Linked DNA regions of Mus musculus: region 1 is linked to region 2. Evidence: chromatin contacts called from public HiChIP or PLAC-seq data. All regions are on one chromosome and are shown on one strand. Each heading gives the region's core, a stretch centred on a gene start, on an enhancer-like site or on the middle of the called end of the contact. The rest is flanking DNA. Distances are from core to core; before and after follow the strand shown. Region 1 has its middle 6.2 kb from the start of Gm51286. Region 2 has its middle 91 kb from the start of Fam76b.

Region 1 (4,284 bases), core at 1,204-3,703, 260 kb after region 2:
GCATTACTCAGGTCCCTCGGGAGGATAAATCTGTCTGTCCAGGCTAGAAAATGCAAACCACTGAACTCAGACCAGCTGACCCTGCTGCCTTTGTGTGAGACTGAGTGGAAAACAGATGGTAGGAGAGAATCCTTGAGCCAGGTAGCAGCATCTCAGGGCGATTAGGACCAGCCTAAGCTATTCAACCCAGAGGAGGCAGTGCCCTGTGGGTGTGGCATGCTCCAGTTGTTTGGTGTGAGGATGCTTAAGAGAACAGGCTTAGCAGGAACAGGCTAGCAAGAGTGTGTCAGCATGTCTGTGACCACAGTCCCCAGCCTGCATCATCAGAAATGACTAGGAAAGCCAGAAGAGAGGGACAGCAGCTCAGCACCTGTTGCATAGACCACAAAGCTAGACTTCCCAGGGCTGATTGTGGGAGGCATTGAAGGACCCAGACAGAGAAACAGAAGTAAACACACAACTGGGCAGAACTCTGTGTGTGTGTGTGTGTGTGTGTGTGTGTGTGTGTGTGTGTGTGTGTCCCAGTGAGTTTAATTAGGGCTACTCCAGAAGCATGAGTAAGAAGCTACTCACAGGAGTGTGGGCATCTCACCAGTATCTTCACCATTGAAAAAAAAACCTCTTCCTCCCTCTGCAATCCTTAACTACACAGAGTATCAAAGAGAGGTGGAGCCTTCTGAGCCCCTCCCCCTGAGCTCTGCCTTTCTGACCCACAGTCTATTGATTGGATCTCTCAGGGAAACCCGCCATCCAGCCCCGGAGGAGTCATTCACTGTTCGTTCAATAACTCTTTATTGTATAATTGCTATATGCTAGACATTATTCTAAACATTTGAAAACATCACAATAAAGCAGCAGGCACCGTCCTTTTCGTCACACAGCTCATCTCCCTTTTGAAGAAGTCCAGACAGGAAATAGACATTAGCTGAAATAACTTCAGGTGGGGAACTTGGCTTGAAGACCACTACACAAGAGAATGTGGGAGAAAATGGCAGACAAGGGTGACACAAACCTTTCTTCAGACAACACAGGGCAGATGGGGTCACTTGGACAGCGGTGTAAGGTCAAGGCTCTCTGCACAGCCCTAAGCAGGCCCATGCTGGTGTTAAAGTGATCGCTTCTTTCCCTCGAGTCTCCAAAGCAGGAGGCAGCATGCCTTTGGCACTGTCGTCTTTCTTGGGTTCTCCACTACGACTGAAACTGTTGTAGAACCTGCTTTCCAATTTGTCTTTGTACCCATTTGACACATACTCTGTGTGCCCCATGTGTACTAAGCTACCCTCACGGAACAAGAGACAGTATAGAAACTGGGACCTGACCATGGCCACGTGGGCCACACAATGAATTCAAGTTCTGCACCAAGAGCAGGTTGCATATTTAACTCTGATTGCATTTGGATTAAATGTAAACTCTGGATTATTTATAATGGCCAATATAGAGAAACAACCCAAATACTCGTTAAAAAACAGGTGAAGAGGGAAAATATGGGGGAAATGTATATCTGTGGTAACAAGGTATCAAACCTTCTTAAGGCACAGAAGAGAAACTGTGATCTCAAGAGCTGGTGGGCAACAGCTGGTCCAGCCAGGCAGACACAGGACGAGCAGCAGCCTACAGGTGTAAGGAGACGGGCGTGGCTATAGCAACTGCCTGGCGAACAGATTAAATCTGGTTATTAGAATATCCTTGCCACTTTATGCTTACTGCTCCCAAGGCTCGGGAGGAAGGTAAGGAGCTCACAGGAATGGGAATAAAAGCAGCTTTCTTCCAAAGCTTCAAATGCACCTATGATCTTTCCTAACAAACTTTTTTTTTTTTTTTCATTTTGTGCAGCAAAGCAAGTCATGTCCATGGAAGCATGAAAATCTGTGTTTCGGCGCGCGCAGCCAGGCTCTCCGCGCCGCAGGCGTGATGGTTCTTTGTTTTAAGAAAACATCTGTATTTTAGCTGGGTAGCAGGTTTTGAGCGGAGGTCTAAAAGAGCCATCTTCGAGGATGATCCAGTCCAGACCGGAATCAAAGAGGGAGCTGGGTGAAACGAAAGCGCTGGCAGGCCTCTAGCCAGCACTCTCTGCTCCACTCTCTGCTCCTGTGCAGGACTTTGGTCACTGGTCCTCTGGCATCTCTTGCTCCTCCTCTCCCCAGCAAGGGTGCCAATGCCTAGAAGTGCTGCAGCGTGCCGGGACTCTAACTTGCTGGAGTTACAGTGAACCAGCAAGGGCACCTGGCCCTCTCTGGCCCAGGATTCTCCCCTTGCAAATCTCTAAGCTCAAGCCAGGAAAGAACACCACCACGTTTTTCTTGGCTTTTTATGGGGTGTTGATCCAAGGATCTGTTTTTACATTTGAATGTGGCAGTTAACTGTAGCATAATAGATTGCAGACCTTAGAGAAAAGATTGCCTGGAGGCTGCTGCAGAGAAGAGAGGGCTGGCTGTACAGAACTGCACTGTCAGCTGGTTCTAGCTGGGCACTCAGCCACCACGCCTTTATTTTTAAAGGAGTCATTGACCTTCCACAGGCCTGTATTAAAGTGGGGTGCGGGGAGGATGCTGCCAGGCACGGTGGGATTGGAAGAGACCTCTCAGAGTCTGGGAAGCTTTGGGGTTTTTTTAGTCTGTTTACTGTCATGGAAATTCTGAGTGTGACTTAGAGGCCTCTCTGGCTTCGAGCCAGGTGGAAAGGTTTCACAGGGTGGGGTGGGGGTGGGTGGATAAAAGCAGGGATTCAACTGGGAAAAGACCAGAGTGGAAAAGCAGCTGTCTTGGCTCAGCCCCTAGAAGGATGCAAAGGACCAGTACCCAGTGTGAAGACAGGAGATGAATGAGACCCTGCAAGGTGAAGGACCCTGTACCACTGTCAGAGGGCACCAGGCTTGGTCAACTGCTGAGAACCTGTTAGAAACTGATTGCGGTGTGGGTGGGCTTGATAAACACACCTCTGTTCATTCATTCATTCATTCATTCATTCATTCATCCATTCATTCATCCATTCTGCAAACAGTCTCTAGAACCTACTGTGTTTGAGACACACTGTGTTCACAGAGGTGACAAACACTTTCTAGGCCTCCCACTCCATGGGACAGTTCAGCAAACACAGCTGCTCTGAATGATGTAGGTGGAAAGGGACCAGAGCTACTCTGGGAAGGGAAAAGAGACAAGTCTCAGATCCTCAGTGCGCATGCCCTCTTCAGAGCACCCAGGTTCATTACCTCAACCAGGAGTGGGATTGCTACTAATCTTGTGCTGAGGAGTCAAGTGAGTTAGTGTCTTCCCTGAAATTGCTGTCAACTGCAAAAGACACATAGGCTGTGAGTGTCCCTTCACTTGTGAGTATTGCTTTTTAAGGAGCTTCCATTGAGACCTCTGACAAAGGCAGTGGTGCCCTGCCAGAGGAAGCAGGCTGGGAAGGGACTTGCAGAAGACTGGCTTCCTAGAAACACAGATGTCACTAAGGTAGGCAGGCTGCTAGCCCTGAGCTTTAAGGCATTCTGGAACTGAAATGGAGGTGGAAACCATCTGGCAGGATAGGAAACTGAAAGTTCACGGCTCAGCCACCACAGCCTTGCTTCCCTGGCCTGTCTAGGCTCCCCACAAGCATGGACTTGTTTTCTGTTAAGATCTCTGGAGTGTGTGTGTGTGTGTGTGTGTGTGTGTGTGTGTATTTGTGTGTGTGCATGTGCATGCTCGTGCACGCTCATGCACCTATTTTATTAACAGCCTGAAGAGAAATAGCACGTGGCAGCTTGGTGAGCTAAAGAGGTCAGAGAACAGATGCAAAGTGAAGGGGCAGCTATGGAGCTGCTCCTGGCTGGCTGCCAGAGCCACTACTATTTTTTTTTTTCTGGCCAATAATCGTAGTGCTTGAAGATGATGAATACCTTTAGAGTTGCAGGGGCGGGGGGCTGGCTCCTTGGACAGCTTATTAACAGCAACACTGACAAACGGGATGGTAGGGGTGAACTTGATATCCCCTAGTGTGCGGGCAGCACAGTAATGTCGTGCTGTGGTTCTTTAGTTCAGCGAGCCTGAGAATTTGAAGATGTTCTGAACATGACCCTCCCACCACTCCTCCCCATAACTCAGACGAAGCACCAGAGAAAAAGCAAGCCACTGTATCAACTGTGTGGAGTTTCAGCTTTCTTGTTTGCTTGTGTGACTTCAGGCTTTCCTTATGGAGATAAGCAGAGCTCTGACTACATCAGGCAACTTGAGGTTTTATGTATACCAGAATAAATATATTTCCCAGCTGTCTTTTTTTTTTTTGTCTTAGAAAACACAGTCTTAT
Region 2 (4,505 bases), core at 1,008-3,507:
TTTCATGAGCCTAGCAAGAAGCAAATGTTTTTTTCTACTTAAATGAAGTTAGGCAGTTTAGAAGTCCAATGGGACTCTGTAAAAAGCCAGCCTGGGCACAGGAAGGTGGGTCTGGTTCAGAAAGGGCTTCTGTGATGACCTGCAGCTTCTAAAGGGTGAAAAACGCCTTGTTTCCCTTCTGAGGGGTGTGGCTGTCACAGACCAGGTCCAATGAGTCCACGCACTTCTTCAAAGTTCAGGTGTCCTCTGTGCTTGGGCTGATAACAAAAGGAAACGAAAGTAAAATTACCATCTATTGGCACCGGCACCTAGTGTCTCATAGGGATTTTCAATACAGTGTGCCGCCGTATTTTTACAAAAGTGTTATATGCTACCTGTCACCATTTCCCATTTACAGGGGAAAAATGAAGCTTAGAGGACTTGACTGACTTGCCCCAGTTCAAACGCTAGTCACTAACATTTTTATCTCTGACTCCTGAGTTTGGTCTCTGAAAGCCCAGCTTGGTGGTCCATACCTGTAGCTCCAACACTTGGGGAGTAGAAGCAGAGGATCATGAACTCAAGATCATACTCAGCTACATAGTCAGTTTGAGGCTAGTCTGGGTTATATAAGAGCCTACCTCAACAGATAGCAGACAGACAAACAAGACCGACAGACAGGCAGAAAGCAGGTTGAGTGGGTAAGAGTATCTCTCTTGTACATCATATTCCTATTGCCTGGGCCATGATTTTAGCTACAGGTCACTGCCAACAAATATCAATGGCCATAGGCTTCACAGTCATCATTAGAAAACATCCTTTAACTCCAGTAGAACATGCAGCAAACTGGAACATCCCAGGTATGTTGCAAGCATGGCATGGACACCGAACAGATCTGCCTGCTTTTGTATCCCAGTTACTGACCTTAAACGTGTGCTCCACTATGGCTGACATCAGACTTTAGTTTGTAAATGATATGGATAATTTGGAGCCAGATAAGGATACACAGCATTGTAGATGTACTAAATGCCATTAAACCTTCCTTTAATGAGATGATGTTTATATTTCATACACTTCACCTAAAACAAAGACAGGAGGTAAACAGGTGTTCATTCACTCTGGTCTTTGTTTCAATGTGGTGGTTGTGATGTAATTCCATCCGCTTGAAAATTCTTGCCACATGGAATTTATGATTGAAAATCTTACACTAAAATATCGCCAGGCATTGGTGGCATACACCTTTAATCTCAGCACTTGGGAGGCAGAGGCAGGCGGACTTCTGAGTTCGAAGCCAGCCTGGTCTACAGAGTGAGTTCCAGGACAGCCAGGGCTACCCAGAGAAACCCTGTCTCGAAAAACAAAACTAAACTAAACTAAACTAAACTAAACTAAACTAAACTAAACTATCATAGTCCCTGTGACTTTTAGAGAACCTTGTGATAGCTGGGAGCCCAAGTCCCTGATGTAGACAATCACGATGAACTTGCATTGTTCATACCTGTTCCCAGAGTGAATCGCCCAGTGTCTCTGCTCTGTTATACCCAGATGTACAATCTCTAGTTTCCTTTGTTTGTTTCCTCTCTAGTTTCCTTTCCATGTAACACACACACACACACACACACACACACACACACACACACACACAGAGAGAGAGAGAGAGAGAGAGAGAGAGAGAGAGAGAGAGAATACTTTTTCTGTGGAAGGCTATGATCTATATGACTATATGACTGCTGGAATGAGGAGAGAAAAAGAGAGCCTGTGGTGAGCCATCAGAATACCATGGGTGAAAACTGGTGTATAAAGAAGCCTTGGGTTTGGAAAGCCAGGGTCGGACAATGATGAGCACCATAGTGCAGGTGTCCCAAGTGCTTCAAGACCTTAGCTAAAGCCCATTCATTCTGGTTTATTTAGTCTAGGAGGTTCTTATTTCATTTGCTATCACAGTGGATTTTCAATATGCCTGCAAAATCCAATAAAGACTCTGCTAGCCTCCTGAAAGAAGTATTACGATCTCTGAAGCAGCCCGTCAGACTAGCACCCTTCATTCTCTCACTTGGTGTGTCTGAACAGTATGGGCAGTTTCCTCTCCAAAGTGTCCAGTGAGCAACCTAATTGGCCCTCCACAGACACAATGTTTTGGACTGCTTTTACTCACTCAGGTCAGATTCCCATTCTCTCGTTCAGTACAATAAACTTGCCCAGGAAACTCTCCAACAAGCCCCAACATTGATTCTCTGAGACTTCAATGTAGTGCACTGTGTTGCCCATGGCACCACTGTCTCCATAGCAACCCTCCCAACTAGGCAGCTCGGTCAGAAGACAAATAAAAGCAAAGGAATTGCTGTAATGTCCTCATCATTGTAATCGTTTCTTACTGAGAGGACGTGAGGCTGAAGATTGGCTGTGCTGGGGATAACAGGGGAAGCTTGAGGCCACATCCTTAGAGCCTCACCTGTTGTCTCCGGTCTCTCTTATTTCCTTCATAAGTCTGAACTATTCTGAGCTTACTTGAGTAAATGTTCTGCATACTCAAAAATAAAAGGAACCTTACTAAGAATATAAGAGGACCCCATCCAATAAAGCCCCAGAATTAAAACTGGAAACTGACTGGCTTCATGAGCCCCAGCCAGCCAATCAGACCTCTGTGTCACTTTGCTCAGGAGTGGAAGGAGGTGAGCACTGACTCTGTTGCCGTGAAAGGGTAGATTTCGATGAGACAAGACCTGAATAGTTTTAATTTTCCCAACTTTTAAAAAAATTTTGGCAATAAGCAGAAATCATAACACTACCTTTCATATATATTCACACACTATATTTTAATTATGGTGGCTACTATACCATAAACTTCTTCAAGAAAAAGTTCTTCCACCAAAGAGGAGATCTAAATAAACACATTTCCTGTTTAGTTCTGCCTCCCCTCCCCCTCCAGCAGAGCAATCAGGCATTGGAGACGGGTGCCTGAAAGGGCCCATCTCAGCCTCTGCTCTTCAGACAGCTGATAAAGAAAAGAAATCCTCTTCATGGGGAAATTGTTCAGCAAATATTTGTGGATTGCCTTATATATAAAATACTTACCGTTGTGAATTCAATAGCAAGACAGACACTGCTCCCTGCATCATGGTGCCAAGATTCTTATATTTCAGAAAATGTGCTCTGCTCCACAGCAATGTGTGCGATACATGACTGATAGAGTGCAGATGTGCACACTCAGTGCACAGCAGGCTCACTGACCATTTTAGGCTCAAGCCTCACGGGCAAGCCACGGGGTTCTGGTAAGAACTATGCTCAAGCAGTGCTGAGGGAGCCCAAAAGACCAGACAGTGTGGCATCGGTACTGCTGGCTGCCCCAGAGGGTTCTGCGGTGAATTTTCATCTTCAGATGAAATTACTCTGAGCAAATCTTCATTCCCTCTGACTAAAGTCTCACTGAAGGTTTGAGATGGCTTCCATGAAGCTTGCTTTAAGAGCGTGTATGAGTCGCTGCCCTCAGGCATCTTGGTGTGTAGATGGCCAAACATGATTGACAGGAAATAAGTAACTTGCATGGTTTCAGGGCTAAGCTATAAACACAAGTAGCAAATTGTAGCCCAATTTCAAGACAGCAAGTCACAATTTTCAAATTAGTAAATACAAATTTTTTTGCAGTAGAATTTTTTGGTGTGTGGGTTTTGTCGGGCTTATCTAAACTGTGGTTCAATTGTAGCATTTTCCTTATGTTGATAGTAATTTCAATAATTGCTTATACTGGTGAACTTGAAGTTTTTTCTCACTGTGCTTTCTTTTATTGATCTCAAAGTTTACATATTTTGTATTGTGTGCCATGGAAATATCTTTGTAATTATGATTGTTTTGAATATTTTTATATTTTAATCTTGATGTTAGAATATTTTTCAGAATTATACTAATCTGTAGTTATATGTATATTTACTTTATATTTTCATATGATTGAATTTTGATCTTTGGTAGACCTTTATTTCAACTTGAAGACTCACTTTAGTGCTCTCAGTGAGGCAATTCTAGTTACTTTTGTTTGTTTGGAAAGTCAGCATTTCCCATTTCTTTCTGAAGGACAGCTGGATTCAGTCCAGCATTACTGCTTGGTAGCTTTCTTGTCTTTCAGCAATGTGACCATGACAGCATAGTCCTCTGGATTGCAAAGGTTTTTCTTTTTCTGAGAAATCTCCTCACAGTTCCATAGACATTGCCTTGGAAGGGGAAATCTGCTTTCCTCTGGATTCTTCCACAGCGTTTTCTTGACATTTGATTTTTAACAGCTGAGGTACTGTGTTTTGGTGTAAACTTTTGGCCTTCATGTTTGGAGTTTGTTGGGCATCTTGCATCCAGAAAAGGAGGCGTTCTTTTCCTAGTTATTCCTGTTTACTTTTTCTTGTTTGGGAAAACTGCTAAAACACCAGTCACCATTAGATGATGTCTCAGAGGTCCCTGTGCCTTCTTGACATTTTCATTTTTTATTTTTGTCTCTCTGCCCGAGTCCTTTCAGATGACTGGTCTTTGAAGTTCAATGA

Evidence for each region. HiChIP or PLAC-seq counts read pairs in DNA pulled down with a chosen protein or histone mark.
Region 1: an H3K4me3 HiChIP or PLAC-seq map of embryonic basal ganglia shows a contact between it and region 2, with 4 times the contacts expected there. The contact joins two enhancer-like sites. A contact is called at or near these places in 1 of 484 Hi-C or Micro-C datasets (nephron progenitors), 5 of 115 datasets of contacts at active chromatin or transcription factors (CD8 T cells, Th17 cells, embryonic basal ganglia and 2 more) and 1 of 9 other capture datasets (embryonic stem cells).

What each region holds. Positions count from the first base shown.
Region 1 is chr9:14,171,703-14,175,986 of GRCm38.p6, forward strand. No RefSeq gene overlaps it. Among named protein-coding and RNA genes, the nearest start is that of Gm51286, 6.2 kb to the right of the region's middle. Within about 2 kb of position 2,454, at least 185 of the 459 cell types and tissues checked have an H3K27ac peak or open chromatin away from gene starts, as enhancers often do. A contact at or near this core is called in embryonic basal ganglia and stem cell-derived neural progenitor cells, where this site is marked.
Region 2 is chr9:13,916,749-13,921,253 of GRCm38.p6, forward strand. No RefSeq gene overlaps it. Among named protein-coding and RNA genes, the nearest start is that of Fam76b, 91 kb to the left of the region's middle. Within about 2 kb of position 2,258, at least 45 of the 459 cell types and tissues checked have an H3K27ac peak or open chromatin away from gene starts, as enhancers often do. A contact at or near this core is called in embryonic basal ganglia and stem cell-derived neural progenitor cells, where this site is marked.